2 separate regions of the Arabidopsis thaliana genome follow, and region 2 is linked to region 1. Evidence: chromatin contacts called from public ChIA-PET data. All regions are on one chromosome and are shown on one strand. The core of a region is the stretch at or near the end of the contact, and the rest is flanking DNA. Distances in the headings are between cores, read along the strand shown.

Region 1 (5,684 bases), core at 1,080-3,579:
TCGGGTGATTGTTTGGCCTATTGATTTGCTCATCACCATTCACTATGTTCCCCATGTCTGGTGATAACTCGTTTAACTCATTGTCGTTAACATGAAACCGTTCATTGTTATTGCCATCTTTGCCATCACCATGTTCAGCCATTGCCCAAACACCCTTCCTCCCCATTTCAATATCATCATTGGCCTTTCCCATGTTTGGACTCATAAAACCGCCAACAACTGATCTCGACGGCATTGGATTTTCCCTTGGTACCATAGCCCTGAAGTTGTTCTTTGAAGGAGGTATTGGAGAAAAAAAGATTTCTTTGAAGTTATCAACCACTCCTTTGTTATGTGGGTTGCTATGCCGATCATAACTGTATCTGAAATTCTCATATGTAGTCTACAGAATAAAGAAAGATCAAACGATTAAACACGCATATCGAATGAGAGAGGTTTTTTCAGAAAGAGGCAAATGATTAGGGTACCTGATTTGTGCTGATGAGATAGAGATGGAAACATGTTAAGCCTCCAACGAAGAATGTAGATATGAATGTGTAGAGTATCAGAGCAATGGAAGCTGGAGTTTTGAGCATTGCTTTCAAGATACTTATATCTTCGGACTCTTTGATCTTCTTTATGTAGACACAACAAAAGGCGAACACATATACACAGAGAAGAGTCGTGGAGAAGACAAACATGAAGAAGAATCGATAGTTTCTCTGCAAATTCCCAAGGAGAATGAGATGAATTATATAGACTGATGTCAGAAACTAACGGACAGGAAAACGAAAAACCGAGAAACTTACTTGAGCAATACATTGACCAACCCAAGGACAGTGATGGTCAAACCTTTCTACACAGTTGTTGCAAATCGAACAATGTGAGCAGCGAGGCGGTCTATAGAGCATGCAAGTATCACAGTACTTGACCTTGAATACTTTTCCATTAACTTCCACTTCTTTAACACGAGGCAATCTTGGAGTTTGGCTTGTTCCCGAGCCCGTGTTGCCATCAACAACTTCTGGTTCTGGAGGATGAGAATTTCTTGGGATAATCCCTGGATCTCTTCCGGATGTAAGCATCAGCAAAATCAAATCCTGAGGGAAGCATTAATTGTTATGAATGATCCAGTCACAAAACGTTTTACAATGCAAAGCTAAACTTTTGTACTCACATAAATGGTGAAGACAACAGCAACAAGGATTATTGAGACTCCCCAACTATCAGAGAAGTCATCCATTAGTTTGCTAGCGACGAAGATGCAGAAAATTGTAACAGGTGCCACAATAAGACTTATGGTCAGACCAAGTGATCTTACATCCGGCCCGAAGATAAACCTTCCTTGAAGACAAAATATCTGCAGAAATGGGACAAATTTAGAAAATATGTTAACACTTTGGGTAGAAGGATTTAAGGAACAAACCTCAAAATGTTTAATTCCACTAGGTTACTACTAAACCAGATTTAAATTCGACATTGAAAGCAATATACAGACAGCATCAACTATATAACCTTTGTATGAAGAAGCATTCCTATAAATGTAGCAAGCATATTCAGATAATGTCCTAAGGTATTGATTAAAGGTAAAGATTTCATGATTAAATGTAGACAACTACCCAGAAAGCTACACTTCTAACACAAACCCAAGTCCCAATTTTTAAGCTTTACAAGATTGGAAACAGAGTAAACTGAGCCCATGAACGGATTAATAATTAATTTATACACAATAATAGGAAAAATAACAGAAAACTAGCTCAAGTATAAACACAGAAGCAAGTAATTCCAAAACCTAAAGCTTTCACATTAAAACTCACATTGCTTCCTTTCCATGTTTGGTAAACCCGTAAATCACAATCGGATCCAAAACCGGATCTTTGAGGAGGCGTCACCACATACATCTCTCTCTCTCACTTTCTATCGCTTGCTCTCGATTTCTTCAAATGTAAGCAAAGGGGAAAACACTAAAACGAAGATAACGAAAGAAGAAAAGAGAAAGCTTTTCAGTCTCCGTTGAAGAAATTCTTTAGATTTCGGCAAGTCTCCGACATGAAAATGAGAGTAGTCAGAGAATTAGATTTGCTCTTGGCTTCTCCAACTTCTTCTTCTTCCTTCACTTTTTTTTTTTCCTGCAAATAAATATAATATTTTAAAAATCGACTGTTAGCAGCTACTGGAGTCAGTCTGTCACCGTCGTTTTAGTTCAGGTAAAGTACTTTTCAGAAGCTAAAAGTGAAGAACGAAATAAGCTGACGTGGCACTTTTCTAATGGTCTGTTTCCTTACCTTGAGTACTCGACCTTGTTATTCATAAAAGAGATTCGATAACGGAAAAGAAATTTAAACATTTTGTTTTACAGCGAATTTACATCTAATTTTTTTTATCTCTATTGTTTTCCACTTTTTCTCAACTATTGATTTATATGTACCTGCAAAAAAAAACTACTGTATAAATTTCGTATGTTGAAGAAAATAATGTTAAAACTTAAAATAATTTGTGAAAGGAAAAAATAAAGTTGAAAATAGAAATGATTGGGAAACAACACATAAAGTGGATGGAGTCACCTAGAAGCATTACAAGAATTTAAGGGCAAAAGAAAAAAAGAAAAAAAAAATTAAAGTAAAATCTGCAGCAATCTTACATGAAGAACAATTTCAAGCTTAATGGGCCTTCTTTAAAGCTCAAGCCCATATATTGTTTCCAACTGATGAACTTGTAATGTAAGCTTATCTTCTCTAGTACACTTAAACCTGAAATTGTTATGCAATAAAGTCTTATGCTGTTCTATAATGTGACGAACAAAAGTCTATAATGTGAGCTTATCTTTGTATAGTTAGTTAACCTGAAATTCTCTTTCCAGAATTCAGCCACAACCGAGAGTAAACCGGGAAAATATCATAGTTTGGCTTCTTGTATTGATATTTAAAGAGCCATATCCTCTGACTACTTTCTTGGTGTTTATGCTGATGAATTGATGATGTTTACACTTCACTTTCAGTGGTCCATACACATATATATACACACTAGTGGCTTACCTTCTCCCTTCCATTTTCCAGTTTTAGCCATTTTTTATAAGGGGATTCATAGACAAAAACCCTTAAAATAGAGAGCATGAGAGCTCAATAAATGTTAAACCTAACCAACCAATCTCTCAGTTTCTCTACTTTTCCTTTAATTGGCCTCTCATCTCTTTGTGCCTCTCTTTACTCATCTCTTTTTCCACAAGAGTCTTGAGTTTTATAAAAAAGACAAGCTTGAAGCTTTGTTTGAATGGAGTTACTGTTTGATCTTTGTTTGTTCTTTTGTCTTTAACCACTTGGCCCATTCTTTGTCTGTTTCTTTCATCAACCACATAAACAAAAAGGAAACCTCATCTGTAAACAAGTGTTTATCCAAGGATAAAGAAAAAAACTGAAACTTGTGAACATGAAGCAGAAACTGATAATGCTTCTGTTACTTCTGCAACTTCTGTCCTTAAACTCTCTGTCTCTGAAACATTCTTCAGCCAAACCAAATGGAAAGATCACTGTAATGGGTCTTGTTTACTGCGACGTCTGCTCCAACAACAGTTTCTCCAATCACAGCTATTTCATTCCCGGTAAAGAATCTTATCAACATTGTTTGAAATTATAGTTAAAATGTCTCTCACTTTTGTTTTAACTGAACAAAAAAATACAGGTGTGGAAGTGAGAATAATCTGCAGATTCAATTCAGCTTCATCGAGAACTAGAGAGATGATTACGTTCTCTGCAAATCGAACCACAAATGAGCTTGGACTCTACAAGCTAGACATAACGTCTCTGGAAGGCGTTGCTTGCGCCGCTGAAGCAAAGAAAGATTCTCTAATGGCTTCCTGTCAAGCAAGCTTGATCGGTAGGTCCAAAGATTCCTGCAACGTTCCTGGCTTCAGAACTACAACGGAGCAGGTTGTGTTTAAGTCCAAGATATCTAATCTCTGTGTCTATGGGTTTACTGCTTTAAATTTCAGACCTTTAGAGAAGAATCTTCATTTGTGTGGCAAGTAATAGAGAACAAACTGCAATAATCTAAGTCTTTGTTTGTTTCTACTCTAACTTTGTCCTTAAGACAAGAACAGGATCACTCTGTTCTGTCTTCTTGTCCTCTGTATTTTATCTTTAGACTTTTGTTATTTTATTTATATATGAGTTTTAGTTTGTTAAAAACATCAACATCTCTGAAACAGTTCAAGTAATAATATTATTACAATATAGTTTGAAATAATATAAATTTATGGTTGAAACTTGATGCAAGATACAGACAAGTTTAAGATGAAGATAACAATAATAATTCAGCATAAATCAAAAAGATAAAAAAAAAAGGAAGCAAGAAAAACAGAGTAAAACGAATAGGTTTTGACAATAATTGCCAGATATTTGTATTTTGTCGTTGTTCATATTATATCTGTAAAAACTGTTCTTGAAACACATCCATGGCTGTAGCGGGAAGTCCAAGAAGCACATTGATGCTTCTCCTCTGTTCTCCATGAGACAAAAACAGAGTTACTTCTTTCTCAGGCAAAGCTACTGGACCGGATAAAATCGGTTCTCCCCAACCGAAATCTGTCGTGTGGAAACCCAATCTTGACCATGTAGTGATCAGAAGAGTCGAGGAAAGAGAAGGTCTTGCTCTCGTGACTTCGAAGTAATCAATAGCAGATCTCATGTACCCATCAGTTACCATCTTAATGGCTTCTCTGACTAATCCCACCGCGAAACTCAACGGTTTTTCGATAAGCTCCCCAGCTTCACAGATGGAGTTTGTGAGAACAATTCCATTTCCGAAGTACCCTTTTGGCAGTTGAGGCTCGAACTTGGCTCTACCATCAACGGCGAAGAGAAGCTTCGTTTTCTGATCACTCAACATCTTCAACGACTTGGTTCTTGCTCTCCAGACAAAAGCAGATAAAGCCTCAAAACTTGTGCATGAGTTACCGAGGAGAGACTCACTGTTCTCTGTTGCTTGGAGCTTAAGTTTCTTGATTTTCTCTGGATCAAAGCAGAAGGATCTGTAGAGAGTTGGCTCTTTGGTGTAAAGAGAGTTGATGTTGGATTTATCTTCGATCTCTTCAAATTCTTGGTGGAGATTCTCGATCTTTGGAGGGTTTCGAGCATTGAGAATGGTTCTGTCTGAGAATGGGGGAGTTGTTAATGGTAAGCCTCTAGCGACTTGACCCCATGAGTTAACAAACTCCATAGCTCCAATTCCATCGAACATACAGTGATTCATACAGAGTCCGAGAACAAACCCTCCACATTTGAATTTAGTCACCTGTTAATTCAAATCAATTTCAAACCCTTCAACTTCAAAAAACTTACAACCCTAAGAAACAAAACGATTGCTTGAGGAGGAAGAAAAGTAGACCTGAGCGGTAACAGGAGGGATCTCAAGAATGTTCTTGGCGTCTACGACATCGTACACAAGCTTCCCTAGAGTTTCAGGATCGGGTTTGGTAATGTCACCAATCTCATCCATTTTACAGTTTGCTTCTGCTTCCACAAACACAACTCCTTCTTCGGTACAGTCAACTGTGAGTTTACCTGAATTCACCCACATCATAGACATTAGATGATGTTTTTGTCTGAGTTTGATTAAGATAGAGACCGAAATCGAACTAGTCAGTTACCTTCAGGACTGATGGTGAGGCGTCCAGCGAGAGGATAGTAATGAACAAGAACTTGACTCAG
Region 2 (5,590 bases), core at 2,601-5,100, 42 kb before region 1:
GATTGATAGAAATTAATTTTATTGAACGGTTTGGATTAAATCGGATCATATAAAGTTTAAGATATTGTTGAGACCAAATTACTCTTAAGAATTTTGAATAGCAAAGAACACAATCCAAAACTAAAATCAAAATTGAGACCAAATTAGACAAAATTTCAATTTATACTTCCTTTCAATAATAGGAGGAATTCTTCTGCAAGTGATCGCAATCAGGCATAACATGAAGTCTTGGTCTAGGGATCTGTAAATGAACAAACCGATTTAGTTAACCGGTCGTTGTAGACTGGTTACGTGAAGTCAACGATATTATACAAAAGTCAAACCAATACACGTGTACAAATATTCGCCATCTTCTCTTCCGCCGCTTCTTTACTCAAATCTCAAATTTCATCTTCTTCGTATCTTCCAAGTAAACGAAAATTAGGCTTCTTAAATACAACGACCTTCGATCTCATCCAAACTTTTTTGTAGCTTTTGTAGTAAATCGATCAACGGCATAATCAATTTCGTCTGGGATTTGCGTTAATGGCGATGAGATTTTTTCAACTTCACCGAAATCGTCTTGTGAAAGGTAATTCTGGAAAAGCTCTCTCCTTTAGCCGCCTTTTAGATCTTAGTTTCTGGGTTCGAGCTTTTTGTAATTACCGAGAGATTTTGAGAAATGGTCTTCACTCTCTTCAGTTTAATGAAGCTCTCGATTTGTTCACTCACATGGTTGAGTCTCGTCCTCTTCCTTCAATTATCGATTTCACTAAGTTATTGAATGTTATTGCCAAAATGAAGAAGTTTGATGTTGTGATCAATCTCTGCGACCATCTGCAGATAATGGGAGTTTCACATGATCTCTATACTTGCAATCTTTTGATGAATTGTTTCTGCCAATCTTCTCAGCCTTATCTTGCCTCATCTTTTCTTGGGAAGATGATGAAACTTGGTTTTGAGCCTGATATTGTCACGTTTACTTCTCTGATCAATGGGTTCTGTCTCGGGAATAGAATGGAGGAGGCTATGTCTATGGTGAATCAGATGGTGGAGATGGGGATTAAACCTGATGTTGTAATGTATACAACAATCATTGATAGTCTTTGCAAAAACGGGCATGTGAATTACGCGTTGAGCCTTTTCGATCAAATGGAAAACTACGGGATTAGACCGGATGTTGTTATGTACACCTCTCTCGTGAACGGTCTTTGTAACTCTGGTAGATGGAGAGATGCTGATTCATTGCTGAGGGGTATGACGAAGAGGAAAATCAAACCTGATGTAATCACTTTCAATGCATTGATCGATGCGTTTGTGAAAGAAGGAAAGTTTTTGGATGCTGAAGAATTGTACAATGAGATGATTCGTATGTCTATAGCTCCTAATATTTTCACCTATACTTCATTGATCAATGGGTTTTGCATGGAAGGTTGTGTAGATGAGGCCAGACAAATGTTTTATTTGATGGAAACCAAGGGTTGTTTTCCAGATGTAGTGGCTTATACTTCTCTCATAAACGGGTTTTGCAAGTGTAAGAAGGTAGATGATGCGATGAAAATCTTCTACGAGATGTCCCAAAAAGGATTGACTGGGAACACTATCACTTACACTACTCTTATCCAAGGTTTTGGTCAAGTGGGCAAACCTAATGTCGCCCAAGAAGTTTTTAGTCATATGGTTTCTCGTGGCGTGCCTCCCAATATTAGGACCTATAATGTTTTGTTACATTGTCTATGTTATAACGGGAAGGTAAAGAAAGCGTTGATGATATTTGAGGATATGCAAAAGAGAGAAATGGATGGTGTCGCTCCCAATATTTGGACTTACAACGTCTTGTTACATGGTCTATGTTATAATGGGAAGCTAGAGAAAGCCTTGATGGTATTCGAGGATATGCGAAAGAGAGAGATGGATATTGGAATTATTACATATACCATCATCATTCAAGGGATGTGCAAGGCTGGTAAAGTGAAAAATGCTGTTAATTTATTTTGTAGCCTTCCTTCAAAAGGAGTGAAGCCTAATGTTGTAACATATACTACAATGATATCAGGATTGTTTAGGGAAGGGTTAAAGCATGAAGCTCATGTGTTGTTTAGGAAAATGAAAGAAGATGGGGTTTCATAATTAGGTGACACCATAGCATAACTGATCATAGTGTTGAGGATTCTCTGATGATGCTTCTTCAACTTACAGAGAATGATGGTGTAGTAGCAGTTTACACGGTCTTTGCGAAGCGAGGGTTTCGTGAAGCTGTGAGGTTGTTTTGTTAGTGAAAATGAAGAATGACTAATTGAATAGTGTTTATTCCAGACAGTGTATTGAACAAAAAGACTTCGTAAAGAATGTGCAGAGAAGCAAATGAGTTGGTAGACCACAATTTGTAAGTTACAAATTCATAAGTTATTGAACAGTATAGGTTCCTTTAGACAGTGCACAAAGATTGAACTGTATTACGTAACGACAAATTTAAGTATATTTTGGAGACATGCAACCGAGAAATATTACTCAATGTCAATCTTTAGAGCTTTTTTAGTAGAGTTTAATAAATCATTCGGCCTGAGCTTCTCGTGCTCTTTGTACTTTCAAGTCATCAAGATAGTTCTGGTAGATATAAAACGTGAATCCTGTGAAGGCGATGGGCATCGCCACCATCTTAACCTCAGTCAGCTTGTCATGGAACACCGCAATGGCCGCGAGAGGCGTAACAATGAGTGAGAGCGTACTAATAAGGTTTGAAAACAGCGAAGACACCAGAAATATAAGCGACACGGCTCCTACACAACCCAATTGACACGAAACCGCTGCCCCGACCAAAGTCAAAACATAAATGACTTGACCTTCCTGAAACTCTTCCATCTCCACACTCAACAACATCCATTCCCCGCTTGCGAACAATCCGATAACCGCTACACAAGAAGCCACAAGCGACGTATAGATTTGCATCTCGAGAACCATAGAGAGAGTCTCACTCTTGAGAACCTTCTCGAAAGAAAACTGCATAAGAGAGAGCTGAAGAGAATAGATAAGAGAAGCAAAAACTGCACAGAAACACCCAATCAAGTAACTCCACTTAGAATCTCCTGATGGGCTATTTGAATCATCGTCAAGAGAAACCAACACAGCAGAGATAGAGAGAAACAACACTGAGAAGAAAATCAAACAAGTGATTTTCTGAGAATTGATGTAATAATAGAAGACACCATTGAAAGCTAACTGTGAAGCACATAGAATCGAATAAGTTGAAGCAGAGAGATACAAAAGTCCAACAGAGTATAAAAAATTATCTAAACCAATAGCAAAACCAAGAGAAAGATAAATCCAAACCAGAGTCTTGAAAGAAGAAGAAGAAGAAGAAGAAGAAGAAGATTGTGAAGCAGGAAGGAGAGAAAGAGGGAGATAAAGAATGGGAAAGCCACCAGTTTGAACAAGAGTAGAGATCCATTTACTGTTTCCACCTTCATTGTAATAAAACCGACCAAGAAGAACAGAAATGGCTTGAGCAGAGATGAGAAAGAAGATGCTTATGAAAACAAGAATCCACCATTGGCTTCTATTTAGTTTCATGAGTTGTGTAGGAACACTAGTTCTTCGTCTTCCTTCATCTTCTTCCTTAAGCAGCAACATTGCTTCTTCTTCATCTGTTACCAACAAAAACAACACATAAAAGTTCACATCTTTCAAGAAATTTTGTCCCTTTTATGAAAACTTTGATAAGAATCTGGGAATTGGGTTTTGATCATTACACAATTCACTACATTTCTAGAATCTAAATTGAAATGAGGAAAATTAGAGAGATTTACCCATTGTGAAGAGAAGAGTTGACTAATGGATCAAGTCTGGTTGAGGATTATAAGACAAGTCTCAGGACCTTTCTTCTTTTTCTTAGCTAACCTAAACCGGTTAAGAAAGAATTAATATAGGAAATATCGAAACCGGTTTCGAAAAATACTTTATTTAAACGACGCCGTTTTGAAGTTTGAACGTTTTTGACCCAGGAAAGGTTTTTTCTATCGTCTTCACTCTTCATCAATCAGTTTCTCCGATTTGCGTCGTCGTCTTCTTCAATGGCGCTGAAATATCACCAACAGATCATATCAGACCTTCTCGAGGACTCTAATGGCGGATTATTAATCCTTTCCTCCGGTCTCTCCCTCGCTAAATTAATCGCTTCTCTCCTCATCCTTCACTCTCCGTCGCAAGGAACTCTACTTCTCCTCCTCTCCCCCGCCGCTCAATCTCTAAAATCCAGAATCATCCATTACATCTCCTCTCTTGATTCTCCTACTCCGACGGAAATCACCGCAGATCTTCCGGCGAATCAGCGTTACTCGCTTTACACCTCCGGTTCTCCTTTCTTCATCACGCCGCGGATTCTCATCGTCGATCTGTTGACTCAACGGATTCCAGTTTCTTCACTCGCCGGAATCTTCATCCTCAATGCTCATTCGATTTCCGAAACCTCCACTGAAGCATTCATTATACGAATTGTCAAATCCCTAAATAGCTCTGCTTATATACGCGCTTTTTCCGATAGACCGCAAGCTATGGTTTCCGGTTTCGCCAAGACTGAACGCACCATGCGTGCTCTCTTCCTCCGTAAAATCCATCTATGGCCAAGGTTTCAGTTGGATGTGTCTCAGGAATTGGAGCGAGAACCACCTGAGGTTGTGGATATTAGGGTTTCGATGTCGAATTACATGGTGGGAATACAGAAAGCTATCATTGAAGTAATGGATGCTTGTCTCAAGGAGATGAAGAAGACTAATAAAGTTGATGTTGATGATTTGACTGTAGAGAGTGGTTTGTTTAAGTCCTTTGATGAGATTGTGAGGAGGCAGCTTGATCCTATTTGGCATACTTTGGGGAAAAGGACAAAACAGCTTGTTTCTGATTTGAAGACTTTAAGGAAGTTGCTTGATTATCTTGTTAGGTAATAATAGCTCTGTCTCTCTTCTCTGTAGATCAGTAATGTTCTTATGCAAAACCTTCAAGTTGGTATTTCTGTGTAGGTATGATGCTGTGAGTTTTCTCAAGTTCTTGGATACACTAAGGGTATCAGAGAGCTATCGGTCTGTTTGGTTATTTGCAGAGTCCAGCTATAAAATATTTGATTTTGCAAAGAAACGAGTGTATCGTCTCGTGAAGGCAAGTGATGTCAAGTCAAAAGAACATGTTAAGAATAAGAGTGGTAAAAAGAGAAATTCGAAGGGCGAAACTGACTCTGTAGAAGCAGGTAACTAATTCTTGATCTATAATGGTTGTATTTTGCATCTAGTGACATGTGTGTTATAAGCATTCGAAAAATTTCCTGATAATTGGACTTGAATCAGTTGGTGGGGAAACGGCAACAAATGTGGCTACTGGCGTTGTTGTAGAAGAAGTTCTGGAAGAGGCACCAAAATGGAAAGTCTTACGTGTGAGTGACTGAGTGAGTTTCAGTTTCAATGCCGTATCTCTGTTACTGTTAATTTGATGATGGAAGTTGGTTTAGCTAGTGACCATATCTGTTCTTTGTTGTTTACCTCTTTGATTTGGTCGCCACACTCTATGTTTTCATGGATTAGCCTTAAACGTAATGGTATGCCTGTGATTAATACAGGAAATT

What was found. ChIA-PET counts read pairs in DNA pulled down with a chosen protein or histone mark.
Region 2: an H3K4me3 ChIA-PET map of shoot shows a contact between it and region 1, with 11 read pairs. The contact joins the promoter of PUP12 here to the promoter of AT5G41060 in region 1. A contact is called at or near these places in 1 of 26 Hi-C or Micro-C datasets (root) and 1 of 2 datasets of contacts at active chromatin or transcription factors (shoot).

The regions. Positions count from the first base shown.
Region 1 is chr5:16,431,798-16,437,481 of TAIR10.1, reverse strand. AT5G41060 (DHHC-type zinc finger family protein) reads right to left here and starts at 2,329. Exons shown (of 5, transcript NM_123471.4): 1 at 1,797-2,329; 2 at 1,157-1,339; 3 at 789-1,079; 4 at 468-701; 5 at 1-382. The coding sequence starts at 1,880. AT5G41050 (Pollen Ole e 1 allergen and extensin family protein) reads left to right here and starts at 3,024. Exons shown (of 2, transcript NM_123470.4): 1 at 3,024-3,577; 2 at 3,658-4,239. The coding sequence starts at 3,406. The coding sequence ends at 4,004. It overlaps RWP1 (HXXXD-type acyl-transferase family protein), which reads right to left. Exons shown (of 4, transcript NM_180780.2): 2 at 5,624-5,684; 3 at 5,362-5,537; 4 at 4,177-5,268. The coding sequence ends at 4,396. It also overlaps AT5G00575.
Region 2 is chr5:16,475,379-16,480,968 of TAIR10.1, reverse strand. It overlaps PUP12 (purine permease 12), which reads right to left and starts at 3,850. Exons shown (of 2, transcript NM_001344389.1): 1 at 3,786-3,850; 2 at 2,533-3,623. The coding sequence starts at 3,789. The coding sequence ends at 2,533. It overlaps UVH1 (Restriction endonuclease, type II-like superfamily protein), which reads left to right and starts at 3,552. Exons shown (of 9, transcript NM_123480.4): 1 at 3,552-4,915; 2 at 4,995-5,218; 3 at 5,316-5,401; 4 at 5,585-5,590. The coding sequence starts at 4,050. It overlaps AT5G41170 (Pentatricopeptide repeat (PPR-like) superfamily protein), which reads left to right and starts at 385. Exons shown (of 1, transcript NM_123482.3): 1 at 385-2,483. The coding sequence starts at 526. The coding sequence ends at 2,109.